Regions from separate parts of the Sus scrofa genome. Here all the other regions are linked to region 1. A link is a contact called in public Hi-C data. All regions are on one chromosome and are shown on one strand. Each heading gives the region's core, a stretch centred on a gene start, on an enhancer-like site or on the middle of the called end of the contact. The rest is flanking DNA. Distances are from core to core; before and after follow the strand shown.

Region 1 (4,835 bases), core at 1,581-4,080:
TGACACAAAAACCTGACCTTCAGCATGTACCAGGAAAATGAATTCTGTGCTTGGAAGGACACACAAGCAGGTGCTGCTTCTTTCTGCTGCAAACAGCATCCAACCCTGAGGTCCCCTTTCTCCCAGAGTCCAGTGTCTAAGAGAGAGGGAAAGTATATGCTTCTGGATTTCATCCTTTTTCTTTTTATTGAAGTATAGTTGATTTACAGTGTTGGGTTAGTTTCTGGTGTACAGCAAAAGGTGATTCAGTTTTATATATACGCGTGCGTGTGTGTGTGTGTGTGTGTGTGTGTGTTCTCTTTCATTTTCTCTTCCATACGGTTTATTATAGGAGATTGACTATAGTTCCCTGCGCTATTTATCTATTTTGTAGTAGTTTGTATCTGCTAATCCCAAGATCCCCCACCTCCTTTACCCTTTGGTGACCATAAATTTGTTTTCTATGTCTGTGAGTCTGTTTTTGTTTTGTAAGTTCATTTATATGATATTTTGGATCCCACATATAAGTGATATCATAGTACTATCCTTTTTCTTAAAGTGAAGATAGAGCTGACATTTCAGACTCAATTCTAAATTGTTATCGTGGCAACAATCTAACATTAAATCCTAAAAATTAACTCTACCAGGCTCTACATAGCACTCAGAGTCCCAGTCCCAGACCTGAAACTTTTAGCATTAAAGGAGCACCAAAAAAGAGACATTTTTTTTTTTCTTCCTATAATTATTTTGAGCAGGAGATATGAGGATGGCCTGAGGGCAGCTTCTGAAGCCCAAGCTCAGACCTTCAGGGATAATCTCAATTTTAAACAGGGTCTCCATCCCTTATCCCCCTAAATGTCAGCCCATGAAGTCTTTTATTTATTTATTTATTTATTTATTTATTTATTTTATTTATTTATTTTTGTCTTTTTAGGGTCACACCTGCACCACATGGAAGTTCCCAGGCTAGGGGTCCAATGAGAGCTACCACTGCCGGTCTACACCACAGCCACAGCAACACCAGATCCGAGCCACAACTTCGACCTACGCTGCAGCTTGTGGCAATGCCGGATCCTTAGTCCACTGAGCGAGGCCAGGGATCGAACCCGTGTCCTCATGGATGCTAGTCAGATTCGTTTCCACTGAGCCACAACGGGAACTCCCCATTAGGTCTTGATGTTCACAGGATAAGATCCAAGTGGGTGTGGCCTCATGCAAACTTTCATGAATGTTGCTTCAAGGTTCAAGATTGCACACGTTTTGGTTGAGAGATAAAAGCAATTGCGCTCTAAGAGAAGGAAGAATGCTCTGCTTGGAAATCTGTGCTCAATCTTAAGACTTTGCAAACAGAGAAAATAAATCTCCATGTCAGTTAACAAACAAATGTGCTATTTCAAAAGATCTAAAACAAGAACTTTAGAAATGGACAGAGCCCAGGAAACGGACCCAAATCCTATTTCGTAAGGCACTTCCAAGCTGTGTTGACTTATTTCAGCTTGACTAGAGACCCAACAAATTAACAATAGCTTGTGCTTTATGCAAAGCTACAAAAAGACAATGCCATCATCCCAAGAGTTCCTCTGAAGATGTGGCACCAGAGAAATGACTGCCCTGGGTCTTGGTGCACTAATTTCCTTCCAAGGCCCCCAGCGCCCTAGATTCACTCTTTTATATTCCAAACCGTACATGTGCCTAGAGGCAACACAAGACTGCCTTGAAGTTAAAGACTCCTGAAAAACATTATCTAACTTGAATCATGCAAAGTTCAAAACGGAGTTAACATTTTTTAAGTTCCACAATTCCAAAAGAAGTTTAAAATTATAAGAAAAACACTCCAGGGGACGGACTGCAACAGCAATAAAATCACCTTTTAAATAACGGTTAAGAGTACAAAAAAGAAAAAAAAAATGAGGACTGTCCTCATTAACTAATGAACCTGACAGTTACAATTAGTCTCCATCCAACAGCAATGGAGGAAAACAAATACAGTTTCAAACTGGATTCTCAAGAACAGGGGTAATTCAAAATGACCACAAAGCAAATTCATCCAGGACAAATATTACAGCAAAAAATGTTAATACTTACCAGTCATCCCCTAAATGTTACCTGTTCTGTCTGTGAAGCTTACAATGCAGAGTCAGAAATTTCTACAAATTTATGATCCCAGGAACTTGGTCATCACTTAGGCACTAAAGAAGTCAGCAGCAATCGCCTTCTTTCTTGGTGCTCAAAGGACATCTGAGTTCCTGGGGTGCTTAGGCCCAGACGAGGCTCTCAGAAAAGCCAGAGCCCCGGACTTTTACAAGATACCATCAAGTTTGCATGTAAAAAAGAAAGGTTAATTCCTTTGAGTCTCCAAAAGACTATATATATATATATATATATATGTATATAAAGGAAATTATATATATATATATTTTTTTTTTTTTTTGGTCTTTTTGCCTTTTCTAGGGCTGCTCCCGGGGCATATGGAGGTTCCCAGGCTAGGGGTCCAATCGGAGCTGTAGCTGCCAGCCTACGCCACAGTCACAGCAACGCAGGATTCGAGCCCCACAGCTCATGGCAATGCCAGATCCTTGGCCCACTGAACAAGGCCAGGGATCGAACCCGCAACCTTGTGGTTCCTAGTCGGATTCATTAACCACCGAGCCACAGTGGGATCTCCGACAATACTTTCCTTTAAGCAAACCCATTTTGGCCCTGTGTAAAGGCTGTCCTAAGCCCTAAGGCATCTTAGCCAGCTGCTAGCAGGGGCCTGGAACAGGGCTGCTAATGTGCCAAACTCCCAAGAGCAGGGCCCTTAAGCCTATTAAGGTGTTGGGGGTTGATAAATGTTTGCTCAATAAGCAAGCCAGAGGAGAGCATGGAAGCCTAAATTAGACCCCAAATAAAATGCCACTCGGATGTATAAGTGCCATGTTGAGGTTAAGAAAGAAGAGACTCAATTTGAAAGTTATTTTAACATAGGATCCACTTGACTCTCACTTGGTAAATGGAACTTAAATCCATACTACCTGATATTCTAGAAACAAGAAAGGAAACTGGCCTACAAAACTGTAGACAAAGATTGAAAACCTTTTTTAAAAGCCAATTTAACTGTTTTTCCAAGCATGCTCATTCCTAAATATTGTTTATATCTTTATCGGTAGACATGCATCTATACTAAGCAAATATGATACCTCTGACCTGTTACTACACTAAAATATAAGCCTGTGAAGAAGGCACCGGAGTAGACACGCTGTTACTCAAAATAACAATCCCTTCGTGTCTTGCAATCAGATGTTAATGAAAAATGATGACAGGATGGTGAGCCCACCACCCTCCACCTCCCCAGAACAGACTCACTCCATCCGACTTTCTACACGAGGCCAACGAGGGCCATTGCAAAAGGAGTTACGAAGGCTCTCTCTGGACTCCCAGTTCTCCAAGATAATTTGAAATATTACCCAAAGGACACAAAATTATTTGACCTACACCTCCTAAGGAAAACAAATGGAAATAAACGGTATGTGTATTTAACATCTGTCCCGGCACCAGAGCTCTGGACACATATCCACCACGTAGGCTCTGTCCTCAAAAAGTCATTCTTACGATAATGAGTTGAAATTACACCCAGTTCTCCAAAGTCAACTCAAAAAGCAACTTGGTTATTTTGCTAGATAAAACCACAACAGGTTCCCCTTCTGAAATGTATGTTTAATACTCTATAAAAACTGATTTGGGTGCCTAACAGATATCAATAGGTAATGTGTTATGCTCCCCCTATTGGCTAATATTCAAAATAACAATGAATTCCCCAGGGGTTGCCTTTGAGGAGCTGGGGTTCACAAGTAAGTTGGTGATTTTAATGCTTAAAAACATGAGCTGGATCAACAGTTGTGAGGCAAAGCTGCCATGTGATGGTCAGATTCCATCAAAACAGGAAAAATTAAAGTTGACAAATGACAAAGACAAACTAAAGGGCTGAAACTATGCTGAAGCCTTGAAACACTAAACAATGCAGAATGAAAGCCAAAAGCAGAGAACATCAAGAAACAGAGCAACATCCTTTAACTGACACAATGGCATGAAATCAATTTCATTTTAATAGCCCTTAAGAGGGTAAGAATTATTTCCCTGCCTTCTGTGCCAACCCCAAGCTGTTTCCTAAGGAAGCCAAGTAACACTGACCAACAATGTCTGGAGAATTAATAAAAGAAAAGAAGATTAAAGATCCAAATTAGTTACTCCAAATCAGAGTTCTATTTACAATTACTTGGAGTCAGTTTCAGGGGCGCCAGAATTTGACCCCACCCGGCATGGGTAGCTCACCTAAATTAATCTCAGACACCTGATGTGCTTTCCAAGCGATGGGTTCACCTTAAAGGAGCTGAAGACGGGAGAAGATGCTGGGATTTGCTGCACACGAATCGGACTGCACTTGCTGTTCTCGGCTGAGTGTCTGAGCCGGGCTTCCCAAGTCAGAACAGCTGTGTAATAGCCTGGGCAAGTAACTAAACTCTAGAGTCTTGTCTAAAAAAATCGGTCCACTAATAGTGTTTTTGCCAGAGTTGGGGTCCCGGTTCAGTGTCCATAAGGCCCGAGGACAGTAACTGGCACACAGCTTGTGCCCAATAAACGTTGGCTATCATTATCACCAGAAAGAAATAGTTATTTTCACCCACAGATACCTGTTGGCAACCTAAAGTACCATTTCGGGAAAATGAAAAGGACTTGACAGATGCTTTGCTGCTTGTAGAGCCTTCTCTCCTCCCAAACCACTCGCTTACTAGTCTTAGAAGGGATGCGGACTCAGAAAAAGCCTGCCGCCCCGTCTCGGTCTATCATTCCTACCATCCCCTATCCTCGACGGCCTT
Region 2 (4,835 bases), core at 661-3,160, 180 kb before region 1:
CTAAAAAGACCAAAAACAAAAACAAAACCACCTTAGGAAAATAAGGAGAATTTTCAAGATCAAAATGTGATTCATTGCTTCTTCTTCATGGAACACCTCCAACCGTGAGGCGCTACAGAAAAAACACGGTTCAAATTCTTTGCAAACCTACTTTCGTGCACATTTAAAAGGATGACAGACAACAGGAAGGAAGACGGTGAGAAGGAGAGAACAGCACATAAGGATCGAGCGTTCCTACGAATCATCACGTGTCACCCATCTCCTCACATTCAATCCTCCATCTCGACAGCCACCTATTGTGTCACAAGCTGCTTTTTAACACTTTTTTTTTTCCAACCCTGCTCTTGCTAGGAGGAGAACGGAAATATTTCTCAGTGGGGAGCGATGTCAATTTTATGGTCAGCAAAACATAAATAGAACCAATTGTTCCTCCATTTGGCAAAGGTTTTTGCATGTGAAATTAATTCCAGGCACAGAAATAAAACATTTCCTTTCGTTTAAGAGAGCTACTTTCTTTGAATCACTTATAAAAAGGAAAAACCCGTTTCCAAGGGAGCGAGGTTCTCGGGGGAGTAGAATTTCTAAGGTCTCTCTCTCCCGTCAGGGAAATGGGGGGGCAGCATCTCCGTTGTTTCCACCCTGTGTCTGCGTCCTCTCCGCTCATCGGAGGGGCTCCAGCTGATCTCTCGGCGAACGCCATCCCTCTGCCTCTCAGCTCTGCGTGGAGGACCCAGCTGGAGACAAGTCTGAGCCCCGAGCAGCGCCAGCGCTCAGAGGCTCTCCTTCGGGAAAGGAGGATTCGGAGAAGATTCTGGGGGATCCACATCCCCAAGTTCTGGTCCCTACGCTTCCAGCCCCGTGCCCTCTGGTGTTCATTTGACTTCTAGCAAAAGGGACAGCCCTGTTGCACCTGCTGCATCCAAAAGGCGTTGGAGTCTTCAGAGGGAGGAAGCTTGGGAAGACTCCACGGAGGTGAAGATGACCCAAGCCTTCCGTCTCATTTAATCGAGTCTGCAGGACAGGGATTAAAAGAGGACTTGTCTTCCCAGTCTACAGGCACAGAAGTGGGTCATGATGACAAGTTTCTGGGGAAGACTTTCTAAATGTCTGCAGACGCAGGTGTCAACCCCGAGACTCGGATTGGCGACTACGGAAGAAGGTGCCCTCAGGCATCTCTTTCAGGGTTCACAAGACCGCCCCATGATACTGCGGAAGAATATACTTCAGAGAATGGGTGATGAGGCACTCAGCATGAAGGAACTCTCCAGACTGCCCACTATGTGTACGGGATGGGGTCAGCCATGGAGACTAATCCGGAAAGTCCTAGAGAAGAAAAAAAACGAGGCAACATTATCTGGAAGAGCTCTGGGCGTGCAGCCAGAAAGCCCAGATTCTAGCCCTGCCTCAGGGCCAGTCATAACCATAGGGAAATCACTTCAGTACTTCTGGGTCAGAGTGCTCTTCTGCGGAGAGAAATGAACCTGGCCCAGATCATCTCCAGCGTATCATTTTGTTGCAGCTGGTCGCTCCTTTGGTCTTAGAAGCCCTCTCTCCACACCCCTGGGACTCGTGGTTGTCTTAAGGTATAGCCACGGGCTCCGTTAGCCTCTCCTCCGAGCAGCTAGAAATCCTTAATGACACAAAGCGCAACAGTCCCATGGCTCTGTGTAATGCATTCAGGTCGCAACCCATGTAAGGATGGCCCATCATGACCTTGTCTCTCTAAGACTAAGAAATTCACTCCCTTCCCATGAAGGTGACACACAGCCATGGGTCCACACGTGCTCATCTTTAAAAATGGCAAAGGTAGAGAGGAGAAAAGAAGAACGAAGGAAGGTTAGAGGAAGGGAGAAAGAAAGGAGGAGGAAAAAAAGGGGGGGAGTGAGAGAGAATGAGAGCAGAAGTCTCCTTATCAAACCTCCAAGTCTGGCGAACGTTCCATAACCAACTCATTCTTATGAAAGCCCAGGAGGCTTTATTTCGAAACAGTTGCATAAAGACTTACGTGGAGAAATTGGATTCGATTCCTTCGTGCTTGGACCTGTTTCTGAAACAAAAACATAAATCACGATGCGTTCTGATTTTTTTTCAAAGGAACTGAGTTTTTAAGTAAAAGGTTATCCACATTGCAGCAGAGGCTGACACTCCTCGGTTGGTAAGACTTCTGTTTGTTAGGAATACTCAGTGGTCATCTTTGGATATAAAGACTGCACCAGGGAGGACTCAGAAATTTTAAGCCCTGTCCTTGGTTTCTCCAGCTTGATTTCTGAAGGCAAATGCCTCAACCTAAGGCATCGGAGTCTGGTAATTCGTGCATGGGGACATGCCTTTATATTGATTTACAAAAGGGTCCCCTACCTTGAAATACTGTGTTTCCCCAGTGTTTTCAATATTACTCCACTTTCAAAAAAGTCTTATGTGAAGGCACCCGAGGGCTCTAAGTGTCTTCATTCTCCCACCGCCGTGCTGTCGTGCGCTGGTTCGGCTTCTCGCGGCACATCTGCACCCTCACAGCCTTTTCTGCCTGGTGTCCTTTCTCCACTACTGCTGACTTTTCCGAGCCCAGAGCTGACTATGCTGCTGCCCAGATTAAACCGCTCAATGACTTCCCTTCATTTATGGGGAAAAAGTCCAGCTCGAGCCCGCACCCAGGTCTGCCTCCCTCTGCCCACCGCTCTCCAGCCACCCTTGCTATTGGCTTCCTCGCCCAGGCCGGGCTCCTCATGGTGAAGTCCCCCCACTGTCCAAGCAGTTCCATGTCCTTGCAAGTTCCAAGCCACCCCCGAGACCTGCTCCATTGGCATTTTCCCGGGGAGGGCATCTCTGGCGCTCCCATCACCCCACCTGGTGCCACCCAGCAGGGCAAGTCTCCCCAGTTCTGCTGGCGCCCTCCCTCTCTGTTAGAGATGCACCTTCATCTAGCGTCACACCGGGATTCTCTCGCTTCTTTCTCATTTGCGTGGCCTCAGGACTCAGCCTGGCACAGAACAGCCTTCCCAGAAATGCAGGGTGAAGGAGGATTAGACTGATGCACTTTTTGAACATGGAGGCAGCGGAGGAAGTTTGGAATGAGACAGTATGAAAATGCCTGCGTGCTTTCCATTTCTACATAAAGCTTTTGTGCTCAGACAGTGGGCTTGATCTCATCTGAGCTTTCAGCCACCCCCGCGGGAGGCAGGGCAAGAAGCCTTATCACCATTTTACAAACGAGCAGCTTGAGACCGTTGTGGGACTTAGCCCAAGGTCACAGCTGGGAAGCATCAGGGCGGGCCTGACCCAAGATTCCAGATTCTGCCTCGAAACTGGCTGGGAGTGTCATTCTGTCCTTAGCTGGGGAAGCGCCAGTGGAGAAGCACCTTGGGCACAGCTACGTGCCACGGGCCACCCTCAACGCTGAGAACGTCACAGACCAGGGGGAGCAGGGCATTGCCTACCACTTAGTTCTGTATAAGTGAACTACAGATAACTTCTATATTTTTAAGTCACTGAAAAAAATCAAAATACTATTATTATTTTGCTTTTTAGGGCCACACTTGCAGCACATGGAGGTTCCCAGGCTAGGGGTCAAATCGGAGCTACAGCTGCTGGTCTACACCGCAGCCACAGCCATGAGGGATCTGAGCCGCACGACCTACATCACAGCTCATGGCAACACCAGATCCTTAACCCACTAAGCGAGGCCACGGAATGAACCCACGTCTTCATAGATCCTAGTTGGGTTCATTAACCACTGAGCCACAAAGAGAACTCCTAAAATAATATTTTATGACATGCGAAAATTATAAGAAATTCAAATCAATTCCGTAAGTAAAACTTTATTTGAACATGACGACACTCCTTCTATATCCTCCATGGCTGCTTTCATTCTGCAGCAGCAGCTACATCGCTGAGGCAGGGACTCCATAAGCCACACACTGAAAATATTCACCATCGGGCCCTTTATAGAAAGAGCGTGCTGAGCCCTGGCACAGCCCCTGCCCTGCTCTGGAGAGTTTAAAAGTGATAAGTGTTTAGTGTCTCTTTTCATCTCCGTTTTCCTTCAGTAAAGAAGGAACACACACCTTGTGCTGGAACCCACAGTGAAGCAAAAGGACTTTGTGAGAAACTGACCCCAAACTTGCAGCATTTGAATGGACGTTTGTAAAACTAAAGAAGCCGGATGGGATTGGAAATCTCAGCATGAACCGTGTCAGCTAGTTGATAACGTTCCTGCAGCATGAGGTAGCAGGTCTAGTTCTAGGGGAAGGAATGCCAGCAGAGGAATCACAGCCACGCCAATTGAATGGCGCCCCCTGGAGTTGTGCGGCGTGGTGGCCCTGGGATTAGGAGATACCTGAAAGTGAGACTTAGATCAGATGACTAAGAAAGCTAAAATGATTGTGTGTTTTTAAGAAAGTCTCTTTCAGAATGCAGAACGCACACCAACTACACAACACACACGAGAGACTGCCTCGTTGGCAGCAAGAAAGTGACAACAGGGACGCCTTACACTTGCACAGTCGTACAGTGTTTTACAATCGACAAAAGCTTCCCTTACATTTTCTCATTTTAAACTCCCAAGAGTCCTATGAAGGAGGGGTCTCTAGCCACAAAATGCTCCTCTTTTCAAGAAGTAGTGGTTTGATAGGCTGAACTAAGTTCAAAGGCACTTAAAGGTCTCTCTAGCGTTCCTCATGCGAGAAATACACACACTTGTGGGAAGCGTTCCATCCAAACAAGCACCCAGAGCTAAACCCTGGCACTCAGAACCCCCAAGGCTTTTAAATAATGCCCCCCCCCCAGAAGACCGCACATATGTATGAAGGTAGGTTTTACAGCAAGGCCTCTGTGATAGA
Region 3 (4,835 bases), core at 1,329-3,828, 130 kb before region 1:
ACGCTACAGAAATGACGGCATATGTGAACACGTACATACACAGGGAGAAGCGAAAATAACTCACTGCGTCTCAAAGATGAACCCAGTGCCCACAGGTTAGCAAGTTAATGAAGGATGAGCTGCTTTGTAATAGAGGGTTTTCCAAAGCAGAGGCCCAGGCCTCGTAGGGATCCTTGATAACCCTACAAAATCGTCTCTGGAGACTTAAATTCACCCCTTCCTGTCTTCCAAGGTAGCGTGATGTCCGAAGGAGCGGAGCCCAAGGTATAAAGGGCACCCAAAGGACGTCTTTCAGGAACAAATAAAATGTTGGCATCCCGACCACTGCTCGCCGTGAGCCCATCTGCCTGGACCTCCACTCGTGCTTCTGGGAAATCCCTTCCGAAGAAGGGTTCTGTCTCCTATTTTTCTTTTACGCTACATCCAACCTGCCAACCCAGGTTCCAGGACACACAGTGAATTTCACAAACACTTGACTCCCAGTAGGTACCTAGAATTCTCTGGACAGATTTCCTCTTTGCCAAGGCGGAACAGTCTGTGTTCCACTTACAGACAAGGAAACTGAGGCTCGGAGAGGCTCAAGGACCTGCCTGGGGCACAGCATTGGCAGAAAGCAGGGCTGACAACAGACCCCAACACCTCATTTCTCACCCTGGAGCTCTTTCTACTCTAGCTGCAGGGAGCAGTCGCTGCTAAACTCAAGGAATCTGTAGAGCAGGATAGATAAGAGGGCCCCGGACCCTGGCTTAGTCGAATCCTGAAGAAGAAACCATAAAAAGGGGGCTTCCACGTGGGGCACGCTTCGTGGATTCTGAGCCCTCGCATCTGACTGAGGCAAACGGGGCTCCGAGAGGTAGGGTCAGCCCCGTTGCGTAACATTAGCAAGGAACGAGTGCCCATTCAACCGCATCTGCAGGATGCCAGAAACCACGCAATAGGAGCCCAGCTTTTACGAGAGTGACCAGGGAAGCAGGCAGGCGGAGCAGGGCTGTGCCTTCTCTGCTTCTGGACAGAGTCTCTCCAAGGGTGGTTTTCCTTCTCTCTGCCCCCTGCTTCCCCAGCAGCTGGAGGGAGGAGTCGTCCCGGTGAAAGCGGAGGAGAACGGGAATGGAAGCACAGAGGAAAATCAAAATGACTGTCACGGAAGCAAAGGAGCCTTTCCCAGGAGACAGATTTCCTCCATCCCACGGCATGGAAAAATACCCTGCCACCTTCCTTAACAAAACACTTGCTTTTTCGACCAAACGGCTCTCTGGAGGCTGCCCACCACATTAACCAAGGACACCAGAGACGGAACATCTGATGCAATTGCCCAAGGCTTGGGAAGGGCAGATTCATCAGATTACCAGATCAGCCTTACCCAGTAAAGCCTTAAAGGACAGCAGGGATTCGACACAAAGCAACACCAACCTTCCCCCACACAGACGTGACCCAGCACGTCCAGCAGAGGCAGGAAAAGTCTATGAACCCTTCAGGACAGGACGTCTTGATTTGGAAGAACACGCCCAGGAAGCCTCGTAGGGCCAGGGGGCCACTCTCTGGCAACATTTCCCAGCTTTCATACAACCGCTTAGGATAAATTCTAGCAAGGCTTTCGAAAACTCTTTCTGGACCAGAATTACCAGCTGAAACTGGCCTCTTTCCAAGGTGCTAATTACCACAGTGACATTTAGGAAGAGCTCTCACCACAAAAGAGCCAGAAACTCGCTCCTAGGAAGTCGGGTAGTTGACTGACCCTAGTTCATGAGAGGATCAAGCCCCTTATAATTAAGGCTCTTATGGACAAGCCACAAAACCAACAGATAAGCAGCCTCTGGAGCAAAACTGCCCGGTACACAACCACTCAGATCATCCCACAGAGCACAGTGAGTCATTCCACAAGAGACGTTTTTAAAAAAGAAAAACGAAGAACCAATCTTGAAACGTTTAGATTTCATCTGCCTTTTTTTAAGAGAGCATTTATTTGGGGAAAGACCTCACGGGAAAATCCAAAATGTTACAACCAGACTCCGGGTACACACGGATGCCCCTTCTGGTTGAGCCCCAAAGCCATGCCCGGCTGCAACCCTGACCAGCTACCACGCAGTGCTCCTCCCTCACCCCAGAGGGAGCTGCCCTGGCTGCACGTGGAATAGGACTGTCTCCAATTTCAGGATCCAGTGGACTTCCGATCTGTAACCATCTCTCCCAGATCACAGGCAGCCCCTCAGGACAGGCGATCCAGCAGCCCCCTGCAACCTGGAGCCCCCGGTCAGCGCAGCGCCCAGGGTCCTGCGGGCACCGGAAACTGGCGGAGGCGGGGAATGCACAGGTAGAGGCGGAAACCACCCATCACACCAGGGGCGCGCACGCCACGCTGTCCTCCACGGGGGCGGGGAACGGCCGAACGACGGAAAGGAGGAAATTCGAAAAGAAAAAAAGCATTCCCGGGTGTTTAAATGCAGCCCAGGAGAGAATTCAGGACAAAATTTTAAAGTTCCCTCCTCTACAAGCAAACTTGAATGTCTGAGTTCTTGCGAGGGCATCCTGGACGCTCAGCGCGCAGCCACACATCCCTTGGATTCAGGAAAGGAGGCTGTGGGCATGCGCGGTGGTGCGGGCGTGCGTGGCCCTTCCTAGAGCCGCGCTAAGCACACATCTGGGGCTATTTAACAACTGATTGGAAATTTGGCCTTCTGATTTCCAGTTAAATACTGGGCACAGGAAAACAAATAGCACTTGTTTTTCACTGAGCCTTGTCAGGCATCCAAACTGCAGTGCAGACCAGAGAACTGCCTGTGGTTTGGTGGCAGGGGCCCAAAATATTTGGCCCTTTTTCTCCCCAAGTTTAAGTAAAAGGAACAGACCGACTTTGGCAACCTCAGCTGCTTCACCCACCCAGCCACCCCGCTCAGAAACACAAAACGAGGCTTTAAATATTAAGCTTGTTCCTGGTATTAATTTACATTTTTCATTAGGATTAAATTTTTATTTGTTTTTAATCCTAAGCCAAAAGCAGAGAGTTCAGTTTCTCTCATTTATTTCAGTGGCCCTGCCCTGGTATTTACTTGGATTTGCTGAAGAGGCAACATTCAGATTTGCCATTTTCTGTTTCCAATTAAACGGGGCTCTAATATCTAGCAGTTGTACTATCAAAGAACGAGAGTTTGGGAGGAACTCGAGAGACTGAGTGGTACCAGCACCTCGATTTAGAGATGAGGAAGCTGAGGCCTGGGGAGTTAAGTGACTTTGTCCTGTGACTGAAGCCTAACTAGTTAGGGGCAGAACCAAGACTAGTCCAGAGATTGAAGTATAACTACTTAGGGACAGAACCAAGGCTAGTCCAGTGATCGGAGTGTAACTAGCTAGGAGCAGAACCAAGACTAGTCCAGCAATGGGAGCATATCTACTTAGTGGCAGAGCCGAGACTAGTCCAGTGATTGAAATATAACTACTTAGTGGCAGAACCAACTAGTGCTTGGGCCTCCTGACACCCAGGCCAGAGTGTGAACTAGAAACAAAAATCTGAGCTTCCTCTGGGTGGAACTACCAGATAAGATATAGGACACTTAGTTAAATTTGAATTTTAGGTAAACACTGAATACGTTTTGAGTACAGATATGCCCCACATATTGGAAACTCGGCCTTGCAGGCCAGCATCTCCTTCAGCCCCCCACCTTCACTCCGACACACACATCTGCATAATTTCTTTCCTGATTTTACTGCTAAGTGGCTGAAAAACAGTAATCGCAGCACAGAAGTCCCAAGAGCGAATGAGGTTGGAAGAAGCTGTGGCTTACATCTTGAGATTTCCGCTAATCTTAAAAACACCTTTTTCCCTCACGAGCAGGCACAGCAACAAGCCTGACGTGAAAAGGCTGTCAGGGTCCCGGGATGACGCCTTTCTTGTTATTAGAAGCCAGGCATTAGGGCCTCAGCTTGCGAATTTCTGCTTGTCCCAGGACTATAAGTCTGTAACCCTTGCAGGAGAGTGTGCTCAGGTTTGTAATACAAAGCAAGCAAGATTTTTTTTTAAAAAAATCATGGAATGAAGTAGAAAGATTTTAAAATTGGGTTCATTGATTTCACATCACTGTTGAAAAGAAGGCTGCAGCAAGTTGAGATATGTCAACCTTACTATAATTATATTACATAAATTACAGACACAAAATCATACATTTTCATTCACTTCATTGAGCTAGCATTAGCAGTCACTTTTAAACTGCAGGATTCAGTGTTTTTAGTGGTACATTTATAATTGTGATCATCAGCACCATTACCTAATTCCAGGCCATGTTCATCACCCCCCAAAGAAATGCCACACCATTAATGGTCAATCCTTATTATCTCCTGCCACCAGCCTTTGGCAACTACTCGCCCACTTTCCGTCTCTGCAGACTTGCCTGTTTTGGCCATTTCAGATAAATGGCATCATACACAGTGTGGCCTCTTGTGTTTGATTTCTTTTATTCATGATGTTTTCAAGATTCACCCCTGTTGTGGTAGGTATCAGCACTTCATTCCTTTTAATGGCCAAATAATATTTTATCTCATGGGCATACCACTTTTTTTATCCATTCATCCGCCTATAGACATCTGCGTTATTTGCACTTTTTGATTATTATGACTAATGCTGTTATGAATATTTGTGCACATGTGTTAGAAAAACATAAGTTTTTCTATGGACGCATGCTCTGCCCAATTGCTTTCCAAAGCGCTATTTACTTTCCCAGAAGCAACATCTAAGAGCTCAAATTCCCCACATCCTTGATGCCACTTGGTATTATCTGCCTTTTTTATCACAGCCATTCTAGTGGGTGTGAAGTGGCAGCTCATTGTGGTTTTAATTTGCATTT

The links. A called contact is a pair of places that touch in the nucleus more often than the background predicts.
Region 2: a contact with region 1 is called in a Hi-C map of retroperitoneal adipose tissue, with 2.0 times the contacts expected there. The contact joins two enhancer-like sites. A contact is called at or near these places in 1 of 5 promoter capture datasets (liver), 3 of 47 Hi-C or Micro-C datasets (heart right ventricle, liver and retroperitoneal adipose tissue) and 1 of 2 datasets of contacts at active chromatin or transcription factors (skeletal muscle).
Region 3: a contact with region 1 is called in a Hi-C map of retroperitoneal adipose tissue, with 2.0 times the contacts expected there. The contact joins two enhancer-like sites. A contact is called at or near these places in 2 of 5 promoter capture datasets (fetal skeletal muscle and liver), 7 of 47 Hi-C or Micro-C datasets (embryonic fibroblasts, fetal heart ventricle, mesenteric adipose tissue and 3 more) and 1 of 2 datasets of contacts at active chromatin or transcription factors (skeletal muscle).

The regions. Positions count from the first base shown.
Region 1 is chr4:125,111,361-125,116,195 of Sscrofa11.1, reverse strand. It overlaps a transcript of TGFBR3 not described here. Among named protein-coding and RNA genes, the nearest start is that of TGFBR3, 24 kb to the left of the region's middle. Within about 2 kb of position 2,830, at least 3 of the 83 cell types and tissues checked have an H3K27ac peak or open chromatin away from gene starts, as enhancers often do. A contact at or near this core is called in retroperitoneal adipose tissue, where this site is marked.
Region 2 is chr4:125,292,111-125,296,945 of Sscrofa11.1, reverse strand. TGFBR3 (transforming growth factor, beta receptor III) reads right to left here. Exons shown (of 18, transcript NM_214272.1): 16 at 2,006-2,041. Among named protein-coding and RNA genes, the nearest start is that of TGFBR3, 160 kb to the right of the region's middle. Within about 2 kb of position 1,910, at least 17 of the 83 cell types and tissues checked have an H3K27ac peak or open chromatin away from gene starts, as enhancers often do. A contact at or near this core is called in retroperitoneal adipose tissue, where this site is marked.
Region 3 is chr4:125,245,419-125,250,253 of Sscrofa11.1, reverse strand. All of the region lies in intron 3 of TGFBR3 (transforming growth factor, beta receptor III), which reads right to left. Among named protein-coding and RNA genes, the nearest start is that of TGFBR3, 110 kb to the right of the region's middle. Within about 2 kb of position 2,578, at least 33 of the 83 cell types and tissues checked have an H3K27ac peak or open chromatin away from gene starts, as enhancers often do. A contact at or near this core is called in retroperitoneal adipose tissue, where this site is marked.